Regions from separate parts of the Sus scrofa genome. Here all the other regions are linked to region 2. Evidence: chromatin contacts called from public promoter capture Hi-C data. All regions are on one chromosome and are shown on one strand. Each heading gives the region's core, a stretch centred on a gene start, on an enhancer-like site or on the middle of the called end of the contact. The rest is flanking DNA. Distances are from core to core; before and after follow the strand shown. Region 1 has its middle 34 kb from the start of ATP1A1. Region 2 overlaps LOC110260339 (a long non-coding RNA gene). Region 3 holds the start of LOC106508382 (proline-rich protein 18-like).

The links. Promoter capture Hi-C pulls out the DNA fragments that hold promoters and counts their contacts.
Region 1: a promoter capture Hi-C map of liver shows a contact between it and region 2, with 5 times the contacts expected there. The contact joins two enhancer-like sites. A contact is called at or near these places in 1 of 5 promoter capture datasets (liver) and 1 of 47 Hi-C or Micro-C datasets (embryonic fibroblasts).
Region 3: a promoter capture Hi-C map of liver shows a contact between it and region 2, with 9 times the contacts expected there. The contact joins the promoter of LOC106508382 here to the enhancer-like site in region 2. A contact is called at or near these places in 3 of 5 promoter capture datasets (fetal liver and liver), 15 of 47 Hi-C or Micro-C datasets (embryonic fibroblasts, fetal heart ventricle, fetal liver and 8 more) and 2 of 2 datasets of contacts at active chromatin or transcription factors (alveolar macrophages and skeletal muscle).

Annotation. Positions count from the first base shown.
Region 1 is chr4:104,415,847-104,419,837 of Sscrofa11.1, forward strand. No RefSeq gene overlaps it. Among named protein-coding and RNA genes, the nearest start is that of ATP1A1, 34 kb to the left of the region's middle. Within about 2 kb of position 2,560, at least 5 of the 83 cell types and tissues checked have an H3K27ac peak or open chromatin away from gene starts, as enhancers often do. A contact at or near this core is called in liver, where this site is marked.
Region 2 is chr4:104,253,028-104,256,948 of Sscrofa11.1, forward strand. The region is part of intron 1 of LOC110260339 (a long non-coding RNA gene); the gene reads right to left. Among named protein-coding and RNA genes, the nearest start is that of CD58, 84 kb to the left of the region's middle. Within about 2 kb of position 2,149, at least 6 of the 83 cell types and tissues checked have an H3K27ac peak or open chromatin away from gene starts, as enhancers often do. A contact at or near this core is called in fetal liver and liver, where this site is marked.
Region 3 is chr4:104,382,749-104,386,761 of Sscrofa11.1, forward strand. It overlaps LOC106508382 (proline-rich protein 18-like), which reads left to right and starts at 1,700. Exons shown (of 4, transcript XM_021089985.1): 1 at 1,700-2,254. The coding sequence starts at 1,702. ATP1A1 (ATPase Na+/K+ transporting subunit alpha 1) reads right to left here and starts at 1,573. Exons shown (of 23, transcript NM_214249.1): 1 at 1,529-1,573. The coding sequence starts at 1,540.

The DNA.
Region 1 (3,991 bases), core at 1,310-3,809, 160 kb after region 2:
GCAGCTGCAGCTCCTATTTGATCCCTAAACTGGGAACTTCCATATGCCACAGGTGGGGCCCTAAAAAAAAAAAAAAAAAAAAAAAAAAGCAAGACAGGAAGAAAAAAATCTCACCAAAAACTTGGGCTATTTTGTGTAGTTTCAGGAATAAACTTGGACTTTATAAGATAATGAGCTAAGACAAGTGGGGAAGAAAGGGCAATCACCTATACTTCTGTAGATGGGATGGGGGAAGCCCAAGAAAAGACCCAATTTGAGTGATTAGCTGGAGTGATGAGTTTCCATATTTGGGGGAGATGAATAGAAGTGGGGGTTTATAGCAAATTTTTTTTTTTTCTTTTTAGGGCCACACCCACGGCATATGGAAGTTCCCAGGCTAGGGGTTAAATGGAGCTACAGCTGCTGTTCTGTCCACAGCCACAGCAATGCCAGATCAGAGCTGCAGCTGTAACCTACACCACAGCTCATGGCAATGCCAGATCCTTAACCCACTGTGTGAGGCCAGGATCAAATCTGCACCCTCATGGTTACTATTTGGATTTGCTTCCACTGTACCACAATGGGAGATCAGGGCTTTATGGAAATTTTTGAATCCTTAGCCCAAAAGTTTGTATTTTTTCCTAGACGCAATGGAATATGTTGAATATTTTTGAGCAGGAGGATGATAAGAAGTCATAATTCAAAGAAATATGGGGGAAATTATAGCTGACGTCGGAAGACCTGGGTTTGACCCTTGACTCATCCTTGCCCTTTCACAACGGAAATGCCATTAACTTTTCTTGAGACATAACATGAGGGTAATTGTCACTCTTCCAGGGCAGTGTTAGGAAAATGACTGATGTGATTTGACATCAAAAGCAAAGGCAACAAAAGCAAAAATAAACAACCCAATCAAAAAATGGGCAGAAGATCTGAACCAATATTTCTCCAAAGAAGACATACAAATGGCCAAAAAACACATGAAAAGATGCTCAACATCACTAATTATTAGAGATATACAAATCAAAACTACCACCTCACACCAGTCTGAATGGTCATCATCGAAAAGTCTACAAACAATAAATGCTGGAGAGGGTGTGGAGAAAAGGGAAGCCTCTTACACCGTTGGTAGGAATGTAAATTGGTACAACTACTATGGAAAACAATACGGAGCTTCCTCAGAAAACTAAATATAGAACTACTATGTGATCCAGCATCCCCGTCCTAAGCATATATCTGGACAAAACCACAACTCACAAAGATACATGTGCCCCTATGTTCCTAGCAGCACTATTCAAAATCACCAAGACATGGAAACAACCTGTGTGTCCACAGATGGGTGAATGGATAAGGAAAATGTGAATACACACACATATACACTGAGACACGATGGAATATTAGTTTGTTATAAAAAGGAATGAAATCTTGCCATTTGTGGCAACATGGATGAACCTTGAGCACCTTATGTTAAGTGAAATGAATCAGACAGACAAAGACTAATATTGTATGATCTCCCTTACATACAGACTCTAAAAAGAAAAGAAAAAAACAAGCTCATAGACACAGAAAACAGACTTGTGGTTGCCAGAGGTGTGGGGCAGGGATTGGGTGAAATGTGTGAAGGTACAGACTTCCAGTTGCAATAAATAAGGCCTGGGGCTGTAACGTACATCACGGTGACATATTTGAAAGTTGCTATGAGAATAGGTCTTTAAAAATAACGCGGTGTGAAAGCACTCTGCAACTGGATTCTACTGGGTCTATCTCCTTTTTTTCCCTTGACTCAGTTTCATGAAGTGAACCTGCCTCTGGGCTTCGAGAGCCTTGTACATTGGCACCAGCCAGGCAACTCTGGACGGCAAACCCCAGGTATGCCTTGACCTCCCTTGAACAATAAGGAACTTGGCTCACATGATTTCGAGGTCTAAAGGTAAGGTAGGTTTCCGGATTAGCTGCAGCATCCAATCTGTGCACAACAATGTCTACAGGAGGAAACACAGGGTCAATGCCAGTGGCTTCCCTGAAGAATGAGATTTTCTCAGAATTCCCCCACCCCTCAAACCTCTCTTCACAGCTCCTTTTCCTAAAGGGATCACATACCTATTCTTGGAGCAATTGTTAACAAGGTGGGCTGAGCTTATCTTTAGATCCAACGTTCTCAGCTGGGGGAAGATTTTTCTTCCCCTCCTGCCCACATCTAGGACACTTGGCAACATCTGGAGACATAGCTGATGCTCACTGTTGGGCGCCATGAAAGCATGTGTCACTGTCATACAGTGGGCAGAGGCCAGGGAGGCTGCCCAACATCTCACAAAGCGCAGGACATTTCCTCCACAATAAAACAAAAGATCCAGGCCCAAATGTCAATGGTACCAACATCGAGAAACCCTGACTTAGACTGATTACCTTGTGCTTGGAGCTTGGTATGCAGGTAGCAGCCATGAATGAAAGTATGGAAGGGCAGTGGCCACTTGAACAAAAGTGAGACTCGCTTGGGAAACAGAGGGGAAAAGAATGGGTCCTGAGTCAACAACCAACCCCGTGCACTGTAGCTTTGCTTCACAGAGCACTTACCTCATTGTGCGGCTGCTGTTTACTTACCCTGTGTTAGTTTTCTATTGCTAAATAACAATCGGCGCAAACTTAGAGCTGTAAAACACCACAGAAGTATTACCTCACAGTTCCTGCAGGTCAGACATCTGGGCATGGGGGCTGGATGCTTTTGGCTCAGGGTCTCACTGGGCTGAAATCGAAGCATTGGTTAGGGCTGCAGGTCTCCTCTGGGGTCCTCTTCCAAACTCATTCTTGTGGTTGCATTCATTTCTTAGAGGTTCTAAGACTGTTTCCTTACTGGCTTGGGGCCATTTGGGGTCAACTGGGGGCCAAGCTCAGCTCCTAGGAGTCACGTACACTTCTTACCAAGGAGCCCCCTCACTCTTCAAGTCAGCAAAGGTGCATCAAATCCTTCTCATGCTTTGGAACTTCTGACCTACTCTTCTGCCACCAGCCAGAGAAGACTCTGCTTTTAAAGTGCTCATGTGATCTACTGGATAGCATAGGAAAATCTACTCAGTAGTTTGTCATAACCTATATGGGAAAAAATAATGGGTGTATTTATATGTAGGACTGAATCACTTTGCTGTACACCTGAAACTAATGCAACATTGTAAGTCAACTATATTCCAATAAAATTAAATAAACAAAATCAAGTGCTCATGTGATTTGGTCCAGACAATCTCTCTATCTCAAGGTCAACGGATCTGCAACCTTGACTACACTAACCAAGTCCCACCACATCAACACCTATATTAGTGTTTGTATGAATACCTAGGAAAAGGTGTTGTGTGTGTGTCCTAAGCATCTTTGTGTTCTGGTTTTCAGCAGAGTAGCTGACAAGCATTGTTTTCTCAATAAATATTGTTTGAATTACTAAAGAATACAACAAATTCATTTCCTTTTTTTTTTTGATAGAATTATGAGATCTGTCACTTGGGGGCATGTTATAAAAGGAGAACAATGCAATCTTGGAGCTGGAAGGTACATATGGTCATGGAGGGATCTGTTGTTCATTCCAGGGATCCACATGTTCACAGTGTGGGGGTTATGAGTTCAAGAGCACCATGGTGCTGAGCTCTGTATTCTTTACAAGGCAGACTACTTTTCTGCATTGCCTTTTTGGCAGAATTGGCGAACTGCTGACTCATATTAAACTTGCAGTTCACTTAAAGCTTTCCTGCATTAACTGGTATTGTGCCAGGTCTCATTTTGTACTTGGGCAGATTTTATGCCACTTCCTTTCCACTCATTCGTATGCCATGGGTTCTGGCCTATCATTTCAGTCTTTTGGGAATTCTGATTTTATTATATTCAGCTTCTTGGCTCTCCTGTCTAACTTTATAATACTTGAAAATATAATAAGTACATTTTCTTTGTTTCTGTCCAAATAGTTTATAAAAATATTGAATGAGACAAGGCCAAATTCAAAGCCCTGAGGCATGTTACTTGTTCCAAG
Region 2 (3,921 bases), core at 899-3,398:
TAAATCACATACAAGCCCGAATGGCTTCCCCACACCTCAAGAGGAACATTTATTTTATCAGAAGGCTGGGCACCTGCAGGGAAGGACCCCCTTTTCTGGCATTGGCAGTACCCTTCAATGTCAACCGAGACCCAGGTTTGACTCTTGGGTCTGCCATTTAGGGGCTGGCGGGGCCTGGCCAAACGCCTCAACATCTGTGCGCCTACATTTCCTCATCTGTAAAAGGGGAGCAGTGGTGCTGCTTATCCCAAAGTGTGTTGGGGGGATGGAGCCGAATGTGACAACAGGTCAAGCATCCAGCACGTAGCAGGGCTCTAGGAAGGCAGGTCCCTTGCTTTCCTGGCCCACTGAGAACGCGCCGCATTTGAGACTGGAGGAGGCAAACATTCCAGAAGTCCTCTAAATGCCCTTGCAGGGGTAAATACACAGATTGATCAGCGGGGAAAAATACATTCTCTCCCAGCCTGTGGGGTGAGTGGACCATGCACGCTCGTCTCCGGATGTTTGACTTCCTGAAGCTTCCTCGAACAATGCCATCCCTGTCTCGGCCCTGCTGGCGAGCAGTCCCATGAGAGCCAGGTCCTTGTCACATGTCCTTTTCCTGGAGTGAGTCACTCGAGAATTGGGCTGTAGTCATAACCTTCACCAGCTCAGGGAGGTGAAAGCGGGTCGGAATGAAGGCAAGCACAGTCCCTTCCGTCGTGTTTTGGCCCAGGCCTCAACTGGGCGACTCAGAAAAGTAGGGTCACACCATGAATGAGATAAACTGAGCGGGCCCCCTTGGAGTCCACAAACAAAAGGCCTTTCAACAGCCTGTGGCCCCAAGTCTTATCTACTGCAAGAAAATCTAGCCAGTCACCATCTGGCGTGAGAATGGGTGACCCTAACGAGACTTCTCAGCCCCAACAGAAATTGGAAAAGCCATTAAAATTCTTTTTCTTTTCAAACTGGAGTAGAGTGGCTTGACAACGTTGTGTGAGTTTCTGGTGTACAGCACTGCGATTCAGTTATACACATGCGTTCTTTTCCATGTGCTTTTCCCACTATGGGTTATTAACTGGATACTGAAAGTTGTTCACTGTGCAGTACGGTAGGTCTTTATTGGTTATTTATTTTACATATAGTAGTTTTTAAGGATAAGCCATTTTTATTTTTTCCCAAGGAAAAAGTATGACAGTGGACAGAGGAGGGGAAAATCTAAATAATGGATAGAAAGATGTATAGAATTAAATTTTTTTTTTTTTTTGCATTTTAGGGCCATACCTGCAGTATATGGAGGTTCCCAGGCTAGGGGTCGAATGGGAGCTACACCTGCTGGCCTGCACCACAGCCACAGCCACAGCCACGCAGGATCTGAGCCACATCTGCAACCTATACCACAGCTCCTGGCAACGCTGGATCCTTAACCCACTGAGTGAGGCCAGGGATTGAACCCTCAACCTCCTGGTTCCTAGTCGGATGAGTTTCCCTTGTGCTACAATGGGAACTCCTAGAATTTAAACTTTGGAAATTGACAGCATGTTTTTCTTCTTTGGTTGCAGAAGCATACAATAATTTTATGATGGCCAGGATAAAAATAAACACACAGCTCTCCATGCAGCCGCTATGACCTTATATTTTCCAAAACTTGATGTAGCCTTGGGAATTGATGGTCTTTATCTGGACAGCTTCTGTGGTAGAGCAGAAAAATAACGGGCAGGGAACTGGGCCAGCCTAAGTGCCACGACACCCTGGTCATGAGACCCTGGGCAAAAGCCTCCTTGCTGCTCTGGGGCTGAGGTTCCTCAACTGAAAGAGGAAAGGTTTATCTAGGTAATTTAGTTTCCTTTTAACCCCGCCCCCCAAGCTTTGATTTTCATGCCTCCTCACATTTTGATCCTTAAAACAAACAAAAAAGGGAGGCCAGCCATCCTTACCAGCCCCACTCCATTCCCTCACACAGACCCTTTTGTGGAAGGGGGACCCACATTTGTCAACTCAGATGGAGCCCAATTCAGATGGGCCATTGCGTGAGCTCTTCGAATTCATGCCCAGTCCCCAGGTGCACCTCTTCCTTGGAGCCGTAGCCCGCTCTGCAGCTCAGTCCTGCCCTTTGAACTTAGATTTGAATCCTGCCCTTTCTGAACTTACACACTAGCTAGAAATCCATTTACAGATCTTCCGCCCTTTGGCCAGTGTCCACTGTTTGCGTCTTTAATGCTTTTCCATTCAGGTGCTCCCTTATCACCTTGTGTCTCTGTTCCAGGGGACACCGTGCCCTATAACTGTAGGGAACAAGTACAGATGAATAGCCAAAAGTCAGGCTGATGTCAACATTTAGCTGCTAGGGCGTTCCCATTGTGCTTCAGCAGGTTAAGAATCCAACATAGAGTCCATGAGGATGCGGGTTTAATCCCTGGCCTCCCTCAGTGGGTTAAGGATATGGCATTCCTGCAAGCTGTGGCGTAGGTCACAAATGCGGCTTGGATCGGGCATGGCTGTGGCTGTTTCGTAGGCTGGTAGCCTGGAGACTTCCATATGCCATGGGTGTGGCCCTAAAAAAGGTTGGGGGGGAGGTCAAAATTTAGCTCTTGGGGAGGATGGAGGGACCAATCCCCACCCCCTAACTCTGTGGAGGACACCTAGAGGTGAAACTGGTTTTAGTAGGGTGATGGCAGGGTCAGTCGTGAGTTGTGATTCTAATCAATAACTGATAACGTTGCACATGCATTGAGCACCGTGTGCCTGGCCATGTGCTAAGCGTTTAACCACGTCATCTCACAACTACCATTTGAGGTAGAAGCTAATATTACCCCCACTTGAGAGAGAGAAACTGGGAGTTAGAGGTGAAGCCATTTGCTTACTGTCCTATAGTTAGCAAGCAGAAGAGCTGTCACTTGAATCCAGGTGTTTCTGATGCCAGGGCCATCAGCTATTAAATAGTTGTTCTTAGTTTAAAAAAAAGTGTTCCCTACAAGCTCCCTCCTTTCAGAATATACCTCTTCTCTCTGACACTGATTCCATCCTTGGTGATTTATCTGAGAAAACCTGATGCTGATGCTTTCTCTCTCCCAGGTGACAATATTTGAAATGTGGTGGGAGCTTTGCAGGGACATGCTGACAAATCCACTGGGGCGGGTAGGATGGGGAGAGCTCTAATGTGTAGCATTTGCCAATTTCCATGGTGTAAATGCTCCCAGCGTGATCAATTTCAAGCTGTTATGGCAGCATGTAAAATTCCTGAATATTTAATCATTGACTTCTGTGCAGCTCTTTCCAGCACACCCCTGGGGCCCAGAGGATTGTATTGTAGCTAAAAGAGTGCTCATGTTAGCTGGGAATTCTCGGCATCCAGGGCCCGACTGAGAGAGGGCAGCCCCTGGGGGTGGGGGCTTCCAGTGCTCTTTGAGGGGGTCCTCGGATGCTTCTCCCTAGAGGTCTGGCCCTGGGTGCTCTGGGAGACCTTGCTGTGCCCTGTGCTCAGCAACCCCTGGGCTCATATATTACCAACTCTCTGAGGCTTTAGTTCACCACCTCAAAATAGCCTCTGTGGCCAGCAGGTGGCAGCACACACTTGTTCAACCCTCAGCGCCCAAACAAAACGAGGAGCCTTTGTTCTGAGCCAGAGGCGGTGTCACCAAGAGAAAGGCCCACAAGGGCAAACTGATCGCCTGTCCTTAGCTGACCTTGGCCTACGGAGTCAGTGGACAGCCTCCTGCAGCTTGATATAGTGAGAGCAACCTTAGCAAACGACAGAGAGAGCCCAGTCTCAGCACCACTGCCTGTCCATCCTGATGGCTTAGGCTTGGCCTGGGGTGGCATCATGGAAACAGACACCTGCCGGGGAGTTCCTATCCTGGCTCAGTGGAAATGAAGCTGACTAGTATCCTTGAGGACACAGGTTCGATCCTGTCCTCACTCAGTGGGTTAAGGATCTGGTGT
Region 3 (4,013 bases), core at 450-2,949, 130 kb after region 2:
GCAGTATAGAGGCTAGCACTCAGCTCTTGCCTTCAGCTACTTGACCTGAGCCAGCCCTCCACTTTGGTGCTTTTAAAAGATACAAGTTGTGCATTCCCACTCTTCCTTACTACCAGGTTCAAACCTTTCAATGACCTCCTTCAAAATCCACTTGGCATTTCCAGAGAATGCACCCTCCTTCTCTGCCCATCGCTCACTCCACACCCAGGAGCCTGCCCAACCTTCAAAGACCTACTACGGGCCGGGGACTGTGCAGGCTCTGGACACAATGGAGCAGATGCTCTCCCACTAGTATTCTCATGACCTGGTCATTTTATCTCATTTTTTCTTCTGTTATTTTGTATAAACTTTTCTCAACAGCACTCTTGGCCCCACTGGAGTCCAGGACCTAGTCTCCTGCTGTGGTTACGGGTTATCTCAGCCCCGAGTTATAGAAATGCAGGAACAAGCCGTTGTTCTGGTATCCCCAGAGCGCCCGCTCCTCCGGCCCGGGGGACCCCTCGTTGCTTCCGACCCCTCTTCCGCGGGTGGGCGCTCCCACCGCGTTGCCCCGCCTCCCGTTCTTTTTCGGGTTTATTGTACCCGGAGGCCCGGGTGGATCTGCTTGTGCTCCTTCCTGCCTCATCGCTCTAAAAAACTTACACATACCCTCCCCACCCTCAAGATGACCACACCAGTGGCTCCAGCTGCCTCCCGGGAGCATCCTGTGTTTAATGGAAAGGGGCCCATTAAAGCTCTCAAAAGTATACCTTAAAGGCCATCTTAGGGCGAAGACACACCCTTTCTGGCACCAGCCCGCCAGACCGGCTCCGCAGTAAGGGGAAGCCAGTTTTTTCCTTTGGGGAAGGGCGGCCACCTCTCCGGGCAACTGGCTAAGCCCTGGCGCCTCCAGGAGAAAAAGCCTGGGACCCTAAGGCCGCCCCCGCATCGGAAGACCCCCATCGCCCAGGCCGGAGCCGCGGCGGGAACTACAGCCCGGGAAGGGGCCGGGTAGAGCGCCCCAGGGGAAGGGGAGGAGCACGCCTTTCCTCGGGGCACGGAGGGCGGAGGGAAAAAGGAAGGCGAGAGACGGGAGGTGAGGGCGGGCGGAGGGAGGGAAGGGAGGAGGGAGGGAGCGGGTTGGGGATGCCGCCGGCAGCCCGCTCCTAGCCGGGGAGGCCCAGCGGCTGTCCTTCCTCTGCCTCCGGGGCCTGCGACTCCCGAGCGCCGCCTCCAGGAGCCCAGGGCCCGCGACGCGTTCGGGCTCGGGGGCCCGCAGTCCTTCTCCAGGCTCTGCGCACCGCCTGGGGCTGCCCCGCTCCGGGCCCTCGGCTCTCCCTTCCCCCGCCCGCCCCTCATTACAGCGCTCCCTCCATTTCCAAAGTGCGTCGTCTTTTAAGCCTCTCTGCTCTGCCAACCCATTCCGCGCCGCGCCGCTTCCTCCTCCTCCGCCTCCCGCTGGCTGCGGTCGCCCTCCTGACTTCCTCCTCTTCCTCCTCCTCCCCTCCAGGGCTCCCCGCACCCCTCCCCAGGCTCGCTGGACACTCACCCCCTTCCCCATAGTGGCGGTGGTCTGTGTCCCGCGCCGGGTCCTGTTGCTTGAGAATCAGAGAGAAAAGAGAGCGGCTCCCGGCCAAGCAAGAGCGGCCGGGGGAGCGGAGAGGAGGGAGCTAGGGCTGCTGCGGGGCGGGAAGGAGGGAAGACGGCCGGCGGCTCGGGCCGATGCCACTGCTGCTGCCGCCGCCGCCGCCGCCGCCGCCGGGGCTGCTACCGCTGCTGCTGCCACGTGTCCGCCTCCTCCCGCCGCTGCTCTGCGCCCCAGACCCCGCCGCAGCTCAAGCCCGCGCCTCCTCCTCACTTCCTAAAATATGCAACCTGCGTGCTGGCCCCGCCCACGCCGCGGCACGTCACCGTTACCGGAGCAACCTGACACCGGCCGCGGGCCTGACTCCGCCCCCGCTTCAAACCCCACCCCCGCAGGCCCGGGGCCGCGCCGGCTGCGGCCGGTCGGGGCTCCCGGCAGGAGGGCGCCGGGGCCTGGGGCGCGCGTGCCCAAGTCCCGAGAGGCGGCGGCTGCGCCACTGCGGGGCGCGGCGACTCGCTGGGCAGCGGGGACTCGGCGGCCCTGCAGCTCTCGCGTCCCTCCTCCTGCCTCCCTGCGTGACCCGCCTGCTTTGGAGGGCACGCAAGGTCCGCAGTGGGTGCGGGGACGTCCGCAGAACTGGGCCCCCGAATCTCCGTGGACCTGGGACAGAAACCACGCGCTGGAGCATCTGTGGGTATCCGGGAGCTCCTCTGGGACTAAGGGAAGCGCGGGGATGGGGGGGTGGGGGTTGGGTGTGCCTGCAGCCAGCGCCCGCAGGAGGGACTCCGCCTTCCTGCGGAGTCCAGGCCCCGCGTCCACCTGCGGATGGCCTTCCCAGCCAGTCCTTTGGTGCCCCTCTGAATGCCTTCTCTGGTCTTGGGGTCTCCGTTATCCACAACCCATAGGGCTTGAGCTGGCTTTGCCAGAGGTCCCAAGACCCCCCCCCCCGCCGCCGCCGCCGCCGCCGCCGCCTTCAAGACCCCCAAATGTCAATCCAAAGGGCCTGCAGTGAATTCATTCATGCCACTGTGTGAATGAAAGTTGTTTGTCCAGATTGGGGGTTCGCTTTTGAGAGAAGGAATACTTGAAGCCCAATATCTTTAGCAAAAGGGGATCCTTGGAGAGGGACTATTAGTGGGCCTGTCTCACGCCTCTCCTTGCCTGCCCTCTGACATAGCAGGACCTCTTTCTGCCTAGGAGTGGGTGCTGTGAGGGACCTGCGCCTGCAGTGTGGTGACGGGCCCAGGACCACCCGCCCAAGAGCCCTAGCCAGGCTCTGCTGAGCCGCTTTCCTCCCACTACAGCTTCTGCAGAGGCTGCAGTGGCTGGAGGTCTCCAACAGTTAAAAAACAAAGTATTATTAACAATGTTTTCAGGAAGTCAGGCATACTCTGGGAAAGCACAAGATTTGCAGGAGAAAATCACTCCATATCTCTGGGAATTCCAACAAGAAACACAGAAAACATTCACTTCCTAAGCAAGTTAAAACTAGTCCTGTCGACATCAAGTATTAATTTAACATGAATAAATAAAGGTGTGAAGCTTGAAAGAAATGGAGGAGGGAAGGAAGAATGAAAAACAAAGGAGGGAAAACTAGCAACTGTGCTATCAGTTAGACCATGAGGGTAAGTCTTGCTCCTTAGAAGAAACTGTTTCTTCCATGAGTCTCTTTCCCTTTGCCCAAGAATGCATTGTCAAGAACTGGTGCCTCCTCCATCTTCAGGCTTGGTTAAATCAGTGCAGACCCTGAAGAGCAAAGGCATTGTAAACGGAATTCAAATTCATGACTGCTGGAGAAAAGAGCCCCCACATCCAGAACAGGGTTCCCAATGCCGCTAATTCAACAGAAGGAATTTATGGAGCGTGATCAGGGCTCTGTCTCCAAGGGTCTAGAAAATGCTGTATTGGCATCCCCCATTACTGCTAACCTGTAGGAGGCTTTTCCTTGCTAAAGATCTCTGTTTGTTTGAAATTACTTATCCCTTGGTCTGAATGGAAAAAGCACACAGCAAGAACGACAACATGCAGAAAGTCTCAACAGTGTAGATTTCTCCTGCGAAAGGATCACCTTTTCCTCCCTTAATAAGAAAATTAGCTTTTTTTTTTTTTTTTTTTTTGGTTCAGCAGTATAACCCTGAGAGATCAAGACATGTCCCGTGGTCTCTACAGCTGTTTCTTTGGCAGCTGAAGATTGCCGAAGGTCCTTCCTGGAGGACCTCCGAGCTCTAGCTGCGTTCCAGAGTGGGGAAAAGGCATAAGATAAGAAATATTGGGACTCCCCATTGTGGCTTAGCATTAAGCGACCGAACTAGTATTCATGAGGGTGAAGGTTCGATCCCTGGCCTTGCTCATTGGGTTAAGGTCTGGCATTGCCATCAGCCATGGGGTAGGTTGCAATCGTGGCTAGGATCCAGGGTTGCCATTGCTGTGGTGTAGGCTGACAGCTACA